Linked DNA regions of Lactuca sativa: region 2 is linked to region 1. The links are chromatin contacts, called in public Hi-C maps. All regions are on one chromosome and are shown on one strand. Each heading gives the region's core, a stretch centred on a gene start, on an enhancer-like site or on the middle of the called end of the contact. The rest is flanking DNA. Distances are from core to core; before and after follow the strand shown. Region 1 holds the start of LOC111909416 (serine/threonine-protein kinase STY13). Region 2 holds the start of LOC111909415 (putative glucose-6-phosphate 1-epimerase).

Evidence for each region. Hi-C and Micro-C count contacts between places; a contact is called where the count stands out from the background.
Region 2: a Hi-C map of leaf shows a contact between it and region 1, with 2.8 times the contacts expected there. The contact joins the promoter of LOC111909415 here to the promoter of LOC111909416 in region 1. A contact is called at or near these places in 2 of 4 Hi-C or Micro-C datasets (both in leaf).

The regions. Positions count from the first base shown.
Region 1 is chr3:180,938,369-180,946,316 of Lsat_Salinas_v11, reverse strand. It overlaps LOC111909416 (serine/threonine-protein kinase STY13), which reads left to right and starts at 2,556. Exons shown (of 6, transcript XM_023905239.3): 1 at 2,556-3,250; 2 at 3,355-3,487; 3 at 3,582-3,777; 4 at 3,890-4,014; 5 at 4,110-4,268; 6 at 5,132-6,034. The coding sequence starts at 3,120. The coding sequence ends at 5,449.
Region 2 is chr3:181,143,887-181,151,834 of Lsat_Salinas_v11, reverse strand. It overlaps LOC111909415 (putative glucose-6-phosphate 1-epimerase), which reads left to right and starts at 3,506. Exons shown (of 8, transcript XM_023905238.3): 1 at 3,506-3,976; 2 at 4,553-4,627; 3 at 4,781-4,837; 4 at 4,935-5,092; 5 at 5,172-5,303; 6 at 5,397-5,499; 7 at 6,552-6,651; 8 at 6,768-7,188. The coding sequence starts at 3,899. The coding sequence ends at 6,982.

The sequences.
Region 1 (7,948 bases), core at 1,307-3,806:
ATAAAAACATATATTCTTTAAGAATTATAATGATAAAAATGGAAATTGAATTCTCAAACGTATAAAAAAAATTATTTGTATTTTTAAAATTCGATTATTATTAATTAAGATACATGTATTTCTCATTTCTCTCTCTTAATAAAATGCATTTATAACTACTTAAGTGTAGTTATATAGTAAATGATAGTCTATGTTAATACCATGTACCCTATGATCACATCCTTTCACTTTTTTCAATCTAATGGTTAGAATTTAGTCACACATTCACACTATATTTGTGATTCACATTTAATCCTAACCATATATATATATATATATATATATATATATATATATATATATATATATATATATATATATATATATATATATATATATATATACAGGGAAAAGTTCAATAGAGAACCATTATTAATCAAGGAACCAAGAAACCAATCTAAAGCGTCGGAATTTAAAGCGATCAACGGCAAAATGAAGGGTTGTAAATTTTTATAATAGACGTACATGTACCGGAGTATAACAAAACCACTTCCTTTTTTTCATTAAAATTTTTTTAGGCCAAGTTTTTTATCGAAAAAAAATCCGAATATACTGTTGTTCACGATTTTTCGTCATCTTTCCATAGAGATCCATGATGATATATAAAAAACGAACTTTTTTTTTTTTTCGAAAAAGACCCACTTAATTTTCTTATTTTTTTCAATATTTAAGTTTTTTTTATATAAAAAAAACTAATTATACCAAAAATATTAATTTTTTGTACTCTATTAATTAACATCAACACCGATAAAAAAACCTCGAACAGTGTAGATTCACACTGTGAATCTAAACTGTAAATATTTCAATTTTTAACATTCACAATATGAAAAATCTCGAACAGTTCAGATTCACATTGTGAATCTGAATTAATATTATGCACACTGTGAATCTGAGAAGGTTCACAAAAAAAACCCTCGATCAGTGTAGATTCACATTGTGAATCTGATTTATTATTATACACACTGTGAATCTGAGGAGGTTCACAACGTGAATCTGAACATGTTTACAATATGAATCTGAACAAGTTCACAATATGATATATTTATTAGTTTTTTTCTATAAAAAGTACGAAAATATGAATTTTGATATATTTATTAATTTTTTTCTATAAAAAATAGACCTTAACTTTTTTCATTAAAGAAAATGAAGTGAGTTTTTTTCAAAAAAAAATCGTTTTTTATATATAATCATTGATCTCTATGGAAAGAGGACGAAAAATTATAAACAACGGTATATTCGGTTTTTTTTTGATAAAAAACATGGCCTAAAAAAATTTTAAACGAAAAAAAGTTGTGGCTTTTTTTTTTTGCAATGGGTGGATTTTTTGGTATTATCCGGTGTGTGTGCGTCCAATGTGAAAGTGTACATTTATTTCCTTGGCCGTTGATCGTTATGATTTCTGATGCTCACGATTGGTTCCTTGGTTCGTTGGTTAATTATGATTATCTATTGAATCTCATATATATATATATATATATATATATATATATATATATATATATATATATATATATATATATATATATATATATATATATATATATATATATATATAGACACACACTAACCGTTATATATTGAAGAAATATATGTTATATAATATTAACGATAATATTCTTATAAATTGTTTTTAAAAAATGAAATTTCATAGTAAATAATTGTAATGTATGGACTAGTATTTTTTTAATAAAATTATATTTTTAATTTTGATATAAAGTTATACTTTCCCGATATTTATTAAGTTTTTATAGTCTATTAGTTTTGTTATTTCAGTTAAATTAAAGACACATTCGTTTACATTTTGAGTATTCTAATTTTCTAATATCTATATATAAAAGGAATGCATGTTATATTTAAAAAATAACAGTTGTAATTTCTCAACTCTAATAAATGAAAGGTTTTTTTTTGTTATATGTCATATTCTCATTTAATTTGACAAATGTAATTATTTGGTTATTTTGAATTATTTTTTTTTCACATGTCATTTTATGGACATTTTTATTTTATTAAATTTAATATAATATTTTAATATAATAATTATAATAAATAAGGTATAAATAAATATCAATTTTATTAATGGAGTTATCTTCTAATTTCAAAATTCTCAAATTAAAGCTTATTAATTTCTTTTGTTTATTTATTTAAATTTAAAATATAAAAAAAAACATTTCAATTTTAATAATTTATTATTTTTCTTATTTTTTCGTATATATTTAAAGTTATAAAATATTTAGATTTTTATATCAATTTTTTTAAAATTAACCTATATTATACATGAGTCTCACAATTAGTTTTTTTTTTTTTTTAAATAAAAAAGAAGAATTCAGTTTCTATATTAACTTTTGATAAACAACCATCATTTGATTATGAATAAATAATATAGCTTGTTTATGTTAATACAAAATAATAAAACCCATTATAATCGATAATAGTCTATTAAATTATGGGTACCCGTTGATAATGCGTGTGTATTATTTTAGTATAAAAATTCCACTATAAAACCTGCACCATCTCTCAATCAAATGGCATCAAAACCCCAAATCTTTCGGGTTTACGCATCTCATCTTCCATTTTCTCCCTAAATATTTTAATCACTAAGATAATGCACACACGATTCTGTCTGACACAAATTTACCCAATTCCTTTCCTTTTTCTTTGCAGATCGATAACTCAACCAAACTTCCAATTAAATACTCTCAAACCCTCTCTCATTTACTCCAGAATTTTAATTCTTTACAAGAACCCATTGATCTTGCTCAGAGCTTATCGTAATGGGTCTTTTAAGGTTTATTTAAGTCGTGGGGTTAGTTTCTTGTCTTAATGAACATGGGGGGTTTTATGCTTTGTCTCCCAAACAAAGGCAATCCGATTTCATATTTTTAATTCTGTATGTGTGTCTGTGTGTGTCTGATCTCACAGTATGGGTCACTGCCATTAAAGCTGAAGTGAACCTTTTAAGTCTGCTAGTTGATCTTGTTTGTGGGTTTGTTTATTTATGCTGTGGGTCTAGCCTAGGTTTTAAAAAAATGTGTTCTTGAACATTTTGCCTGTAAGGTGTTCGATAAAAATCCTCAAAGAATATGGGATCTGAAAATGCATTTTTCTCCGCAAGCGAGTTTAGTTTGGAAGCGAAGTGGGTAATCGATCCGAAGCTTCTTTTCGTTGGTCCGAAGATCGGCGAGGGTGCTCATGGCAAAGTATACGAGGGCAAGTAAGTCATTGTAGTTCGCAAATCGCAATTAACGACGAATATCGATCCAAATTGTTAATTCGTTCCCGATTTTGTTGTTTTATTGATTGTCTTCTTTCCCCCAGATACAAAAACAAAATCGTCGCCATTAAAATTGTGAATAAAGGCGATACGCCAGAGGAGATAGCGAAGATAGAAGGTCGTTTTGTGAGAGAAGTCGCAATGTTATCAAAAGTGCAACACAAGAATTTAGTAAAGGTACACTTTTAATATCATTAAATAGACTATGGATATTGGATAATGCTATATTATTGATAAGAATTAAAAAAAATCGAATCTTGTTTTGTATTAGTTCATAGGAGCTTGCAAGGAACCAGTCATGGTGGTAGTCACCGAGCTTCTTACCGGTGGAACTTTGAGAAAATACTTAGTGAATATGCGACCCAATGGGTTGGAGACACGTGTCGCTATTGGATTTGCTCTTGATATTGCTCGTGCAATGGAATGTTTACACTCTCATGGGATCATTCATCGCGACTTAAAACCTGGTAAATCTTCATTTCATCGTTTGTTTTATAGTTAGAAATTAGAATTCGAAATATATATTTTTATTTTTTTTATTTGGATCGATAAAAATCATTTATATATATTTTTTTTCAGAAAATTTGCTGCTTACGTCAGACCACAAATCTGTAAAACTTGCTGATTTTGGTTTAGCAAGAGAAGAATCATTAACAGAGATGATGACAGCAGAAACTGGAACATATAGATGGATGGCTCCAGAGGTAATTTAATAATTTATAATTTATAAATTATAATTACTTTTCTATTTTTTTTTACTAACATTTGATGTTTAAAAAATATGTAATACAAAGTGCAGCTTTATAGCACTGTGACATTAAGGCATGGAGAAAAGAAGCATTATAACCATAAAGTAGATGCATACAGTTTTGCCATTGTTTTATGGGAGCTTATACACAACAAATTACCATTTGAAGGAATGTCAAATCTACAAGCTGCATATGCAGCTGCTTTCAAGGTATTATTTTTTATTTTTATCCTATTCATGTTCGGGCAGTTCGGGCAGTTTAGTTTGGGCAGGTTGGGTAATGGTAATGGTAAATTGGTAATGTAGTGGTGGTGTTTATACTTTATATGTGAAAGGTGAAATCTTTATAAGCAACCTTACTTGAATTTTTCAAAACTTGAAACACACGCGTTATATTTAATCATTAGATTAGAAGAAGTTTTCATAAAAAGGTTGAATTTTTTGTGTTTAGAAAACGTCAAATATGAGTAAAATGGGGAAATAATGACATAATGAGAAGTCAATAAAGTATAGTTTCTTGTTTGTTTTTTTTTTTTTGTTTAATATTTTAAAGTAGGATGCTTAGAACATAAATTAAGTATAAACTATAAAGTATATCACTTTTGACTAAATTATAATTTTGGTCCCTGTTACTTTTTTGACTTTTTTTTTTCAGTTTAGGTCCAAAAATGAATCCTTTTTGCAGTTTTGGTCCTTATTTCAGGGTTTCATAACAGTTTTTCTCTCTATGAATAACACCGTTTGTTTGATTTTGTCACACTCATGTTAAATGACCAATTTACCCATATTTTTGTATTACCTGTGTATGATGCCTAAAACATAAGTGGATAGCATTTTTCCAGTTTAGGTTCGAAAAGGAACGTTTGTTTCCTTTTAAACGCTTTTCAAATGACCATTTTACCCCTACTTTTACATTCCCGGTCTAATTAATAAAACAAAACATAAAGTATGCTTTTTTAATACAATTATTAACCCTATTGGGAAAATCTTATTATAACATAGGGATATGAGACTTTTTGTTAAAACCCATGTTAAATGACTATTTTACCCTTTTTGATGATTTTGTCTGACAGAATGTAAGACCAAGTGCGGATGACCTCCCAGAGGATTTGGCTATAATTGTGACATCTTGTTGGAAAGAAGATCCAAATGCTCGACCAAATTTCACTCAAATAATACAAATGCTTCTTCATTACTTATCAAACAATACACAAATGGGACCCACATCCATCCCACCTCGAATTTTCACCTCCCAAAATACCATCTTTTCACCCGAATCACCTGGCACAAGCACATTAATGGGGGCAAAGGATGAATCGGTTGAAACACCAAAAACTCCAGTTGGAAATAGCCCTCGAGGTCTATTTTCGTGTTTTTATCAATGTTGTTGATGATAAAGATGAGAGGTTGGAAATATATATAAGATCATGTATAGAATGAAAGTAGTAAGAAAAGAAGATTAGTTGGAGATTTAGGAGGTGTTTTGTGTTAGTTTTTAATGGAGAAATATGGACTTGAAGTTGTTTAAAAGAGATTTCTTAGATGCCGTGTTAGCATACCAACGGTGAAAAGCCATTTGAAATGGAGTTTGAGAGTCAAGAGACAGTCAAAGTTTTGAGTGTCAGCAGTTGCAGTGTCAAAGATTTTGTTTTGCTATGTACCGGATTGGTTATCTAGTAGACTGTTGTGTATCTGTTGTGTAAGTGAAATAGACTACGTCTTAAGATGGGATGGTGTGGGCCAGCTTAAAGTTTCTAGATGCTAAAATTGTGTGAAAAGGGGTAGGGTTGATGTGATGTTGTAGGTGTAAGAAATAAAGTCCATCCAAAGGGCCCTTTTTATACCCCTTAAGTTATAAATGTGTCCAACTTTTTGCTTTTAAGTTGTACTTTTTTGCATATCAAATTGCCATAGATTTGTTTGTATTCTTCACTACTTCAATGATCAATGCATTGGACCAAATTGTGTACTCTTCACACACCTTTCACTTTTGTCCTATAATCATATCATTTCTTTTATTCTTTCCCCGATTCTCTCTGCCTTGGGAATGCACCACTTATTTGCTCATATTTTTTTTAAATAAATATATAAATAATTTAATTATAAAAAGAAAATATTTCATTAATTTAAAGAAAATAAAAAATCGCATAAAAGTTAAAATGAAACTAAACATAACAATAATTAAAACAAACCTAATTATATTTCTTACTAGTTGTGAGACCTGTATATTATACGGGTTGGTTAAAACAAAATGTTAAATAGAAAAGATTATATCGAAAGTTTATTTAAATTTGAAATCTAAAATAAGTGAAAATTATGAGAAAAAATACATGCGAAAAATAAATAAATTAAAATTATGTGTTTAGTTGTCAAATTTGTATACTAAACGGGTTAATTATAATAATATTTTAAATATAAAGGTTTAAACTGTAAATTATTTGAAATTGAAATTTCAAATTTCAAATTTGAAATTTGAAATTAATAGTAATTATTAAGTTTTAATCTATAGAAACTAAATTAATGATATATTGAAAATGAAAAATAAAATAAATGACAAGTGGAAAATAAATATATATCTCAAAATTATAACAAAATGACATGTGGCCAATTCAATAAAAAAATAACATTTGGCAAAATCATTCTTATTTATTAGGGTAAATTTATTGCAATAAATATATTTAATAAAAATAAAACAACCACAAAATGTCATGTGGAAAAAATTTAATTGAAAATAACCAGAAAATGACATGTGGCCAAATCAATAAGAATGTGACAAATGACAAAAGGTTCTTTATTTATTAGGAATGATTCATAATTTTCGTGTTTACCTTTAAAATTATGTCAGTTTTTTCTCTCGAAAGATGGTCGGTGGCTTGTATCAAAAAAGTACAAGTAGAACAATCGTTCCAACTACATCGTGACTTAGTATGTTTCGTATCTTATGAAAGAATTCACGTGAGTTATCTAAATTGCATTTTGATTTTCATGCCAAAAAGATGATGAAGTGGAATAAGAAGCTCTAATAAAAGCCTAACAACTAATGAAGCTAATGAAGCTAGACTAAGTTCGAAGTGGTATCCATAAGAGCATGATATTCAACATCTGGCAGTTTAAAGATCGTTTCTTATTATCTCCGTTATGAAGCAACATTTCCTGTAGTGGACCTAGTAAACGATATTAATGTAACATGTAATCAAACACTTTCTCTAACTTTTTTGTTTTATTTATTTATTTTTCAACATTCAACATTGCAACACTTGATATATTTCATATTGTGCATAAATGATCAAGTTTACTCTCACAACTGCTACCTTATTTTTCTAGTTTTTAAATTTTAAGGTTATGTTTTGCATAGTAGTTGATAGCTGAAAAACTAACTGTTATATGAAAAGTTAGTTGATAGCTGAAAAACTAGCTGATAAAAAATAACGCTTAGTAAAACAAGATGACAAGCTATCTAAAAGATATAAAATAACATAAAAAAACATTTAGAAGAATATGTTTTTTTATGATAAATTAAGGGTATATTTGAAAAGATTTAAAAAAGCTTATAAAAAGCTAGTATAAACTAGTTTTTTGTTTGTCAAACATGTCATCATAAAAAAGCCAACAAAATAAACTAGTCGTGGCATACCAAACACATCATAAGTTGTCATGTTTGACAAACAAAAAAGGTATCTTATAAACTAGTTTTTAACAAAATACTTAGATTAACTTTTCAGAAGTTTTTTTAAAAAGCTATAAAAAATGACGTTTAGTAAAAACTAGCTAATTGTTATGAATTATTATTTAGTGAATGACTATTAGATTCTCCATATCCCCCATTACTCTCCATAATTAGTGAACATTATAGCAAACATTATTATGAGTTCTATGAGTGTAGTTATGCA
Region 2 (7,948 bases), core at 2,257-4,756, 200 kb before region 1:
GAACATTTGTATGTGATAGATGCAATTCAGAATCAGCATTCGTTAGATGCATTGATGTAAAACTATCACTTAGTCAAATGTAATTGAGAAGGTCACACTGGTTCCTTAAAGAAAGCACCCACGCCGGCGGAGAAGATGATGGCAGGATAAAGGAGTTTCATGATGCGTTCAAGCTTTATGATCTTGAACAATAACATGTTGATTTCGGCTTCAGAGTTGCACAGATGACGACGTGATTTTGACTTTTAAATGGAAAAATGTTTGAGTGGCACTGGCTAATATAGGTTAAAAAGACTAAAAAGATAGACTACTTTAGAGTTTATTCCTTCATAAAACACAAAACAAGTTATGGGGCTGAATGAATAAATTCGAAATACATGGTTAGGTAATATGTCATTTCCCCTTAAATAATATATATTTTTATGTTTTAGATTATTTATTATTAACTGATAAATGAAAATATATTTTTTGGGTAGTGATTCGTACACAACAGTTTTTTGTCATATATAACAATTTATGCATTATAGAGTTGTACAATACAACACTTTAAAACACAAATTGTTGTGTACGGAGAAAAAATGTTGTGTACGAATCAATTCTCATATTTTTTATGTTTTAAAATTATTTTTGTTGGATTTTACGACCCAATTTGATTTTAGATCTTCCAAAAGAAAATACGATTTTAAATGAGTCTTGATAAATAAATTAAAGAATGGTTTTAGGCTTTTTGAACAATTGCACGTGTGGTGTATATAGAAATATAATTTGTAGTGTGTAATTTTATTTTGACAGTTATGATGGTCGATTTACAAAATTTAAAATGAAACGACAAGTATAGCTGTTAAAAAGTTGATTCAATTTCGGAAACAGATATTGTCCTAACGAACATATATTTTAATTGCTTTTGAGAGTGCCAATCGATTTAAAGTCTAGGATACAAAATTTCATAAATGGCAAAAAATTAAATAAATTAAATGTTATTTGAATTATTAGTTAAGATTTAAGACAATAAAAGAGATAACGGGGTTGCATCCTCCACTCCCGCCTATACCCCCGAATTCCCTTTATTATCCCTGCCTTCACTCCTGTCCTGTTTTCCCATTCCCAATTGACTTTGAGCTATTTTTTTGGGCTAAAAAACTATTTTTGGGTAACAAATAGTTATTTATAGCAAAATTTTATATGTTACAAACAATTTAAAAAAACTTACTAGTATTTTTTTGCTGAATTTTGGCAGGTCAAAATCATATTATTGTTCATTATATATATATATATATATATATATATATATATATATATATATATATATATATATATATATATATATATATATATAATTTATTAACGTGGCCACCATAAGAGTTTCGAGACGAGACTGCCCATCCCCACCCCTACCTCGCCCCCAATTTATTTAAACAAATATCCCCATACGGGGCACCCACGGGAATGAGTCCCATGAAACTTTTTGACTTCCTGTCATCTTACTATTTCTATTTACAAAAACAAGGAATAGTCCACTACCGAATCAACAATGGAGTCATTTCTTTGTATATCAGTTCGAAAAACTATCAAATTTCTAAACCGTCATAACACCCATAAAATAGTAATAATAATTGCTTCCACGACTAACTTTTTGGACTTGTGTATATTGAGATTATCGAACCACATCTACAAGCTCACTGTTAGGGTGTTCATCGGTTGAAATCTAATGGATCTTGATGAAACTGACTAATACAATTATAATTGAATGTTGTATTTTATGAATCGATCAAATCCAATTCGTGATATACAACCAAACCGATGCAATTGGATATTGGATCGGATCAGTATTATCTATTTTTGCAAAGAGTCAACTTTCATATGTATTCACTATGTATTCACTAACGATGAATATCATACTAACATTGTGTCTATATATCCTTTGATCTAAGATATATGTTTACTTTTTTAGTTAATGTAACATTGTGTCTTGATGTATATTTTGAGGTTAATTTATAATTTTTTATAATGAAATTACAAGAATGTTATTATCAGGAAACTATTTCAATCACTTGAATAAAAGCATTGTCTTATTGACCATATGATTTAATAGTCATATCAAAACAATTTAAATACAAACATTGCTTTATTGACCATATAATTTAATCGTCATATCAAAACAATGTTTTACATCTCTTATAAAAAATATTCCTCTTATGTGATTGAAAATAAATGTTTATCATGAAAAATATTAATTTGATTTTTTGTAATCTCTTATAAAAAATACCATTCCTCTTATATGATTGAAAATAAATGTTTATCATGAAAAATATTAATTTGTTATTTTGTAATATAATAAACTTCTTTATTAATTAATTTTTACTTGACAACTTTTTAATCCCTTTTAACTTTCAACATAATATATTTAGTTTTTGAATTTAATTGTGATAACCTAATAAACTCAATTTATTAATTTAAATATTATATTAAAATAAAACATAAATTAAAACCTAAAATATACTAAAAAAGGTCCAAAAGCAATCCTTAAAATAATTATGACTTTTAATGTAGTATTTAATTAAAAAAAAAAACTTTAATCTAGCGCTATTAGATGTATTTTAAGGCGTCTTTAATGGACAAGAATGTAGTTTTTGAGTAAGTGTGCCATTCAGAACAGTTAATATAAGTATAAATATAAATATAAAACCTAAAGTTAAAATGTAAAATAAACTAAAAAATGTTCGATTCTATTTTTATCACATAAAACACAGTGGCACGTACAGTGACAATGAACAATGAAGTTCAAGACAGAGATTAAGGGGGTGTTTGGGATTGCGATTGAAAAATGGTTATTTGCTTATTGGCTTCTTGAAAAGCTAATAAGTCAAAAAAAAGTGTTTGACAAACTCAAAAACACTTTTGAGAGTAGTTTTTTCATAAGCTTCAATAAACACTTTTTAATAAGAATGTAAAACGTAGCTTTTTGAAACTGTTTATGGCTTTTTAACCAATATAACTTCAAAAAGCATTTTTTAAGCTAAACACTTTTTAACTTATTAACTTTTTCACTATAAAATCTTATCTAAACACTTTTTAAAAAACTCTTTTTACCGCCACTATAAGCAAATAAATACTTTTATTTAAAAACACTTTTCTAGTTCAAAAAGTACTCCCAAACACCCCTAAAAGCTAGACAACCTTCTGGACAATGAGTAATTTAATTATATAGGCAAAAAAAAAAGTTAAATAAAAAAAATATTTAGCTACCCAAAATAATCATAATCAATAGTTTAATATGTAAAGATGATCGACATATATGATACCCAATCCAAACATGGCATAAAAACGCTGACACTGAATCTTAAAGACCACGTGGAGGGCACAAGCGGGTTAAAGATAGGTTGTCTAAACCCGATTCGAGTCCATTTTATAAGAACCGACGATTTCACCCGGTGACTCTCGTCCACTAATTTATTAAAAAAAGAAAAACAAAATAAATAAATAAATAAATGCATAGACTCACATAGTTGGTGGCCTGTTCTTCCAATCGGATCGATTCTGTTACAATAAATCATTAAAAAATCTTAGTCAAATTAAGATTAAGCATAAGATCCTGCTACTTTTTAATTTAAGATTTGCAATCTATTGTATTTAATGATGATCTGTTTTGTTTTTGTTTTATTCCATTTTTTAGTATTTAAATCTTTGTATTTTATTGGATGAATGGATGAAATACGCGGTGTTTATAGAAACAGAATGATTCTATTTATACGTCTTATTCTCATTCCATTTTGCTGTGATTTTGTCCACCGTTTTCAAATTCTTCATTTTCGTCGTATTCCGTTTCTGTCGCTTTGGATTCTTCGTTTTTCTTTATAATTGCTGTGTGTGTAATTCTGTGAACTCTGAAGGATTCGACATGGCTGTTAATATCATCAATGATGGAGATCGATCGCCTAGAGTTGTACTCAGTGAGCCAACCGGATCAACAGCGGAGGTTCGTTAACACGTTTATTGTGTCTTTGTTTGTTCATCACAGAATTCTCTACCAGTTTCTACATGTTTCGTTTGTTTTTTTTTGATGTGAAAGAGTAATTTGAGAAATTTGGTGCCAGAAGCAAGTTGTTGATCGATTGTCGAACGATGAACAAGTGGTTAATCGCCTTTTTCTGGCTCCACATTTCTTCAATTCTGTAGCATTGTTGTTTTGAGTTGTGATTTTTGGTTCGAAGGAGTTAATTATGATCACAAACTTTTGGGGAAAATGTCAAATATGTGAAGTATTTTTTCGAGTCAGAATGATGGAATTATACATTGCAAGTCCACAATCATCAATCTACTGATTCGTCAATCGTAAAAATCTCGTGTATTTATTAAGCGACTGTTTCAGACTTTCAGCCCAGAATTCTAGGGCTTTCACTTTGAGTATACTATTGAATGCCGAATGTCTTTACTCTCTATTTGCTTCTTTTCTAGTAACATACAACTTTCTGACTCAATTTCAGATTGAAATTACTGTTTATCAGTTACTGATTTTGATTCATTCTCTTCTTCTTCTTCTTCTTCCATCTAGGTGCTCTTGTATGGAGGTCAGGTTGTTTCTTGGAAGAATGAAAGGCGAGAAGAGCTACTTTTCATGAGCAGTAAGGTGATCCAACTATGTATTTCAAACTTCAAAGCCAAAATCTCTTCATTTTTTTTTGCAATATAGTTAAATATCATATAAGCAATGATCTGAATTCATGTATATTATGTGCATTTGTATGATCATGACTCATGAGGACATTCTCTATGTGTGTAGGCTGTTTGGAAACCACCAAAATCCATAAGAGGTGGCATACCCATTTGCTTTCCTCAGGTATGCATTCAACAATCCACAAAACCATTTTTTTAGTTTTCTTTTTTTTTCTCAATAGAACACAGTTATAAAGTATAAACTGTAATATCCATTACAGGTTGCAAATTTTGGTGCACTTGAGCAACATGGATTTGCAAGGAATAGGTTATGGTCAATAGATGAAGATCCTTCACCTTTACCTCCACCCAACAATCAATCAATGGTGGATCTTGTATTGAAATCAACAGAAGAGGATCTGAAAACATGGCCTCATAGGTACTTTCTAGTTTCCACATGATTTAATCAAATCTTTAATGGATTTTGGGTGATTATTTTATATATGTTTTTTGTTTAGATTTGAGTTGAGGCTGCGTGTGATTGTTGGTGTTGGGAAGCTTACTTTGATCCCTCGTGTGAGAAATGTTGATAGCAAAGCTTTCTCATTTTCTATTGCTCTTCATAACTACTTTTCTTTATCAGATGTCAGGTTTGCATAATCCTACTTTTGATTTTTAGTATTAATTGTAAATATTATTGTTTTTAGATAAGTAGAATGATATATGGAGTTTTTAAAATGCAGTGAAGTACGTGTTGAAGGGTTGGAGACACTTGATTACTTTGACAATTTGTTAATGAGAGAAAGGTATACAGAGCAAGCAGATGCAATTACCTTTGATGGAGATGTAAGATTTTATTTTTATTACAACACAGTTTCATTTCTTTCTTTACAACAATCTACTTTCAATTTTTTTTTTTATTCTTATGATCTTATAAAAAAATCTACCTTTTTGAGTTGATATAATTAAAGACCTTATATATTGTGTTTTTTTTTTTGGATCAAACCCCAACTTTATATTTTTCCTGAAAAAGACCTTGCATTTTGTTATATTTTTTCAAAAAAAAAACCCTCAATTTTTTTTGGGTTAATCTTATAAAAGACCTTATATTTTGTATTTTTTCCGGATTAAACTTCAACTTTATTTTTTTTTTCATGAAAAAGACCTTGCATTTTTTTCATTTTTTTTCGGTCCGGACCTTTTAGTCATTTTTCTCTAAAAAAGTTGTAAAATGTGAGGTTTTTTCAGGAAAAACTAAAAAAGTTGAGGATTTATTTGTAAACATTTAGAAGGTTGAGGGTTTTTTTCGAAAAAAAAAGATAAAGTTGAGGGTTTTTTCAGAAAGAAGGAAAGTATAAGATGATGTTTAATCCGGAAAAAACACAAAATATAAGGTCTTTTATGAGATTAACCCAAAAAAATTGAGGGTTTTTTTGAAAACATATAGCAAAATGCAAGGTCTTTTTCATGAAAAAAAATAAAGTTGGGGTTTAATCCAAAAAAAACACAATATAAGGTCTTTTATGAGATTAACCATTTTTTTTGAAAAAACCCCTCAACCTTTTAATTTAGATTAGTTTAAAAAAAGACTTAATATTTTGTGTTTTTTCCGGATTAAACCTCAATTTTATTTTTGTCCTGAAAAACACCCTCAATATTTTAACCGCTTCCAGATAAACCCTAAACATTTTTAGTTTTCCTTGAAAAATCCCTAACATTTTACAATTCTTTTTGAAAAAAAAAATGACTAAATGGGTCAGATCGGAAGAAATGAAAAAAACACAAGGTGTATTTCAAGCAAAAAATAAATTCGAGGTTTAATCCAAAAAAACACAAAGTATAAGGTCTTTTAAAAGTACATTGCGATTCCTTGCATTAACCATGTTTTATTTTTATAGATCGACCGCGTGTACTTAAGCACACCCAACAAAATTGCGATAATCGACCACGAAAGAAAACGAACAATCGTCCTACGTAAAGAAGGCATGGTGGATGCAGGTTTATCTCATCACATATTCACATACCAATTAAATTAAATTCCATTATCATAAATTAAAAAATAAAAAAAAAATCCCAAAATGTATTATAATAAAATTACATTGCTATTTCGATAGTTGTCTGGAACCCTTGGGATAAAAAGTCAAAGGCGATTCAAGATTTGGGCGATGAAGACTACAAAACAATGCTATGTCTTGATGCCGCAGCCATTGAAAATCCAATAAGTTTAAAACTGAATCAAGAGTGGAAAGGTCGGCAAGAACTTTCTATTGTCTCTTCGAGTTATTTCAGTGGACAGCTCGACCCACGCAAGGTTCTTGGCTCGCGCTAATTATAATAAGTTTTTTTTTTTTTTTTTTTTTTGAATCGATTTGTTTGTTTTGGTGCGTAATAGTACGATGATTTGGTGTTGGAATTGTTTAGAGAGAGAGAGAGAAGGTTTGTTTGGTAAAAGGTGTCGCTTTTTTCTAGACATCGTTTGAAACTTTTTAGAATCGGTGTTTGATTAAGTTAAAAAAAGTAGCATCTTGTTTGCAATTGTAGTACTAATGCTGGTATATGACAAAACATGATAGTATTATACTGCTCTAGACATGTATCGAATATATCGAATTGAGTTATGAGTGATGTGTGAGTGATGTCAAGTCAGTGTGACAAAAGACAAAAATAAAAGATAAAAGATAGAAGTTGCAACTTTTTCTCTTGTCTTAGGAAAATATGTGAATGTCGTTTTTATAACTGAAAATAATCATAGAAAGCTTTTTTGTAGAATTGTTTGGAAGGATTCTATTTTTCTCATAAATGGTTGTGTGTACATGATACACAATTACACAAACCGTAGAGGATGACCAAAATACCCCTCGGTCTCTTCTTTATCACGGCTATTGTATTTATACTTATTTTGTATCTTTTTAAAACTATTATGAAATGTAACAAATAATAAGGAAAACTTGAGATGCTAAAGAATGTAGGTGGTAAAGTGGGTGGATTGGGGTATTATAAAAGAACTAATATATTAAATAGTTATCAATTCTTTTGTAGTAATCGAATTTAGGAGGTTGTAAATATTTGAAATGAAGATATAATTTTCATTTGATACATCCATTTGTCAATAAAAGTTGATGTAAATTTACTTTTGAATAAATGACTTGGACAATGTGGAGATATCATATTGTATGTATTACTTGTTAGATAAATGATGAGAAGTAAATTTCTTAAAAGGTAAAATTAATGGATTGGAAACTGCCTAACAAATTTAAACGTATATATTTTTAATAAGCATTAGAATCAGTTTGTT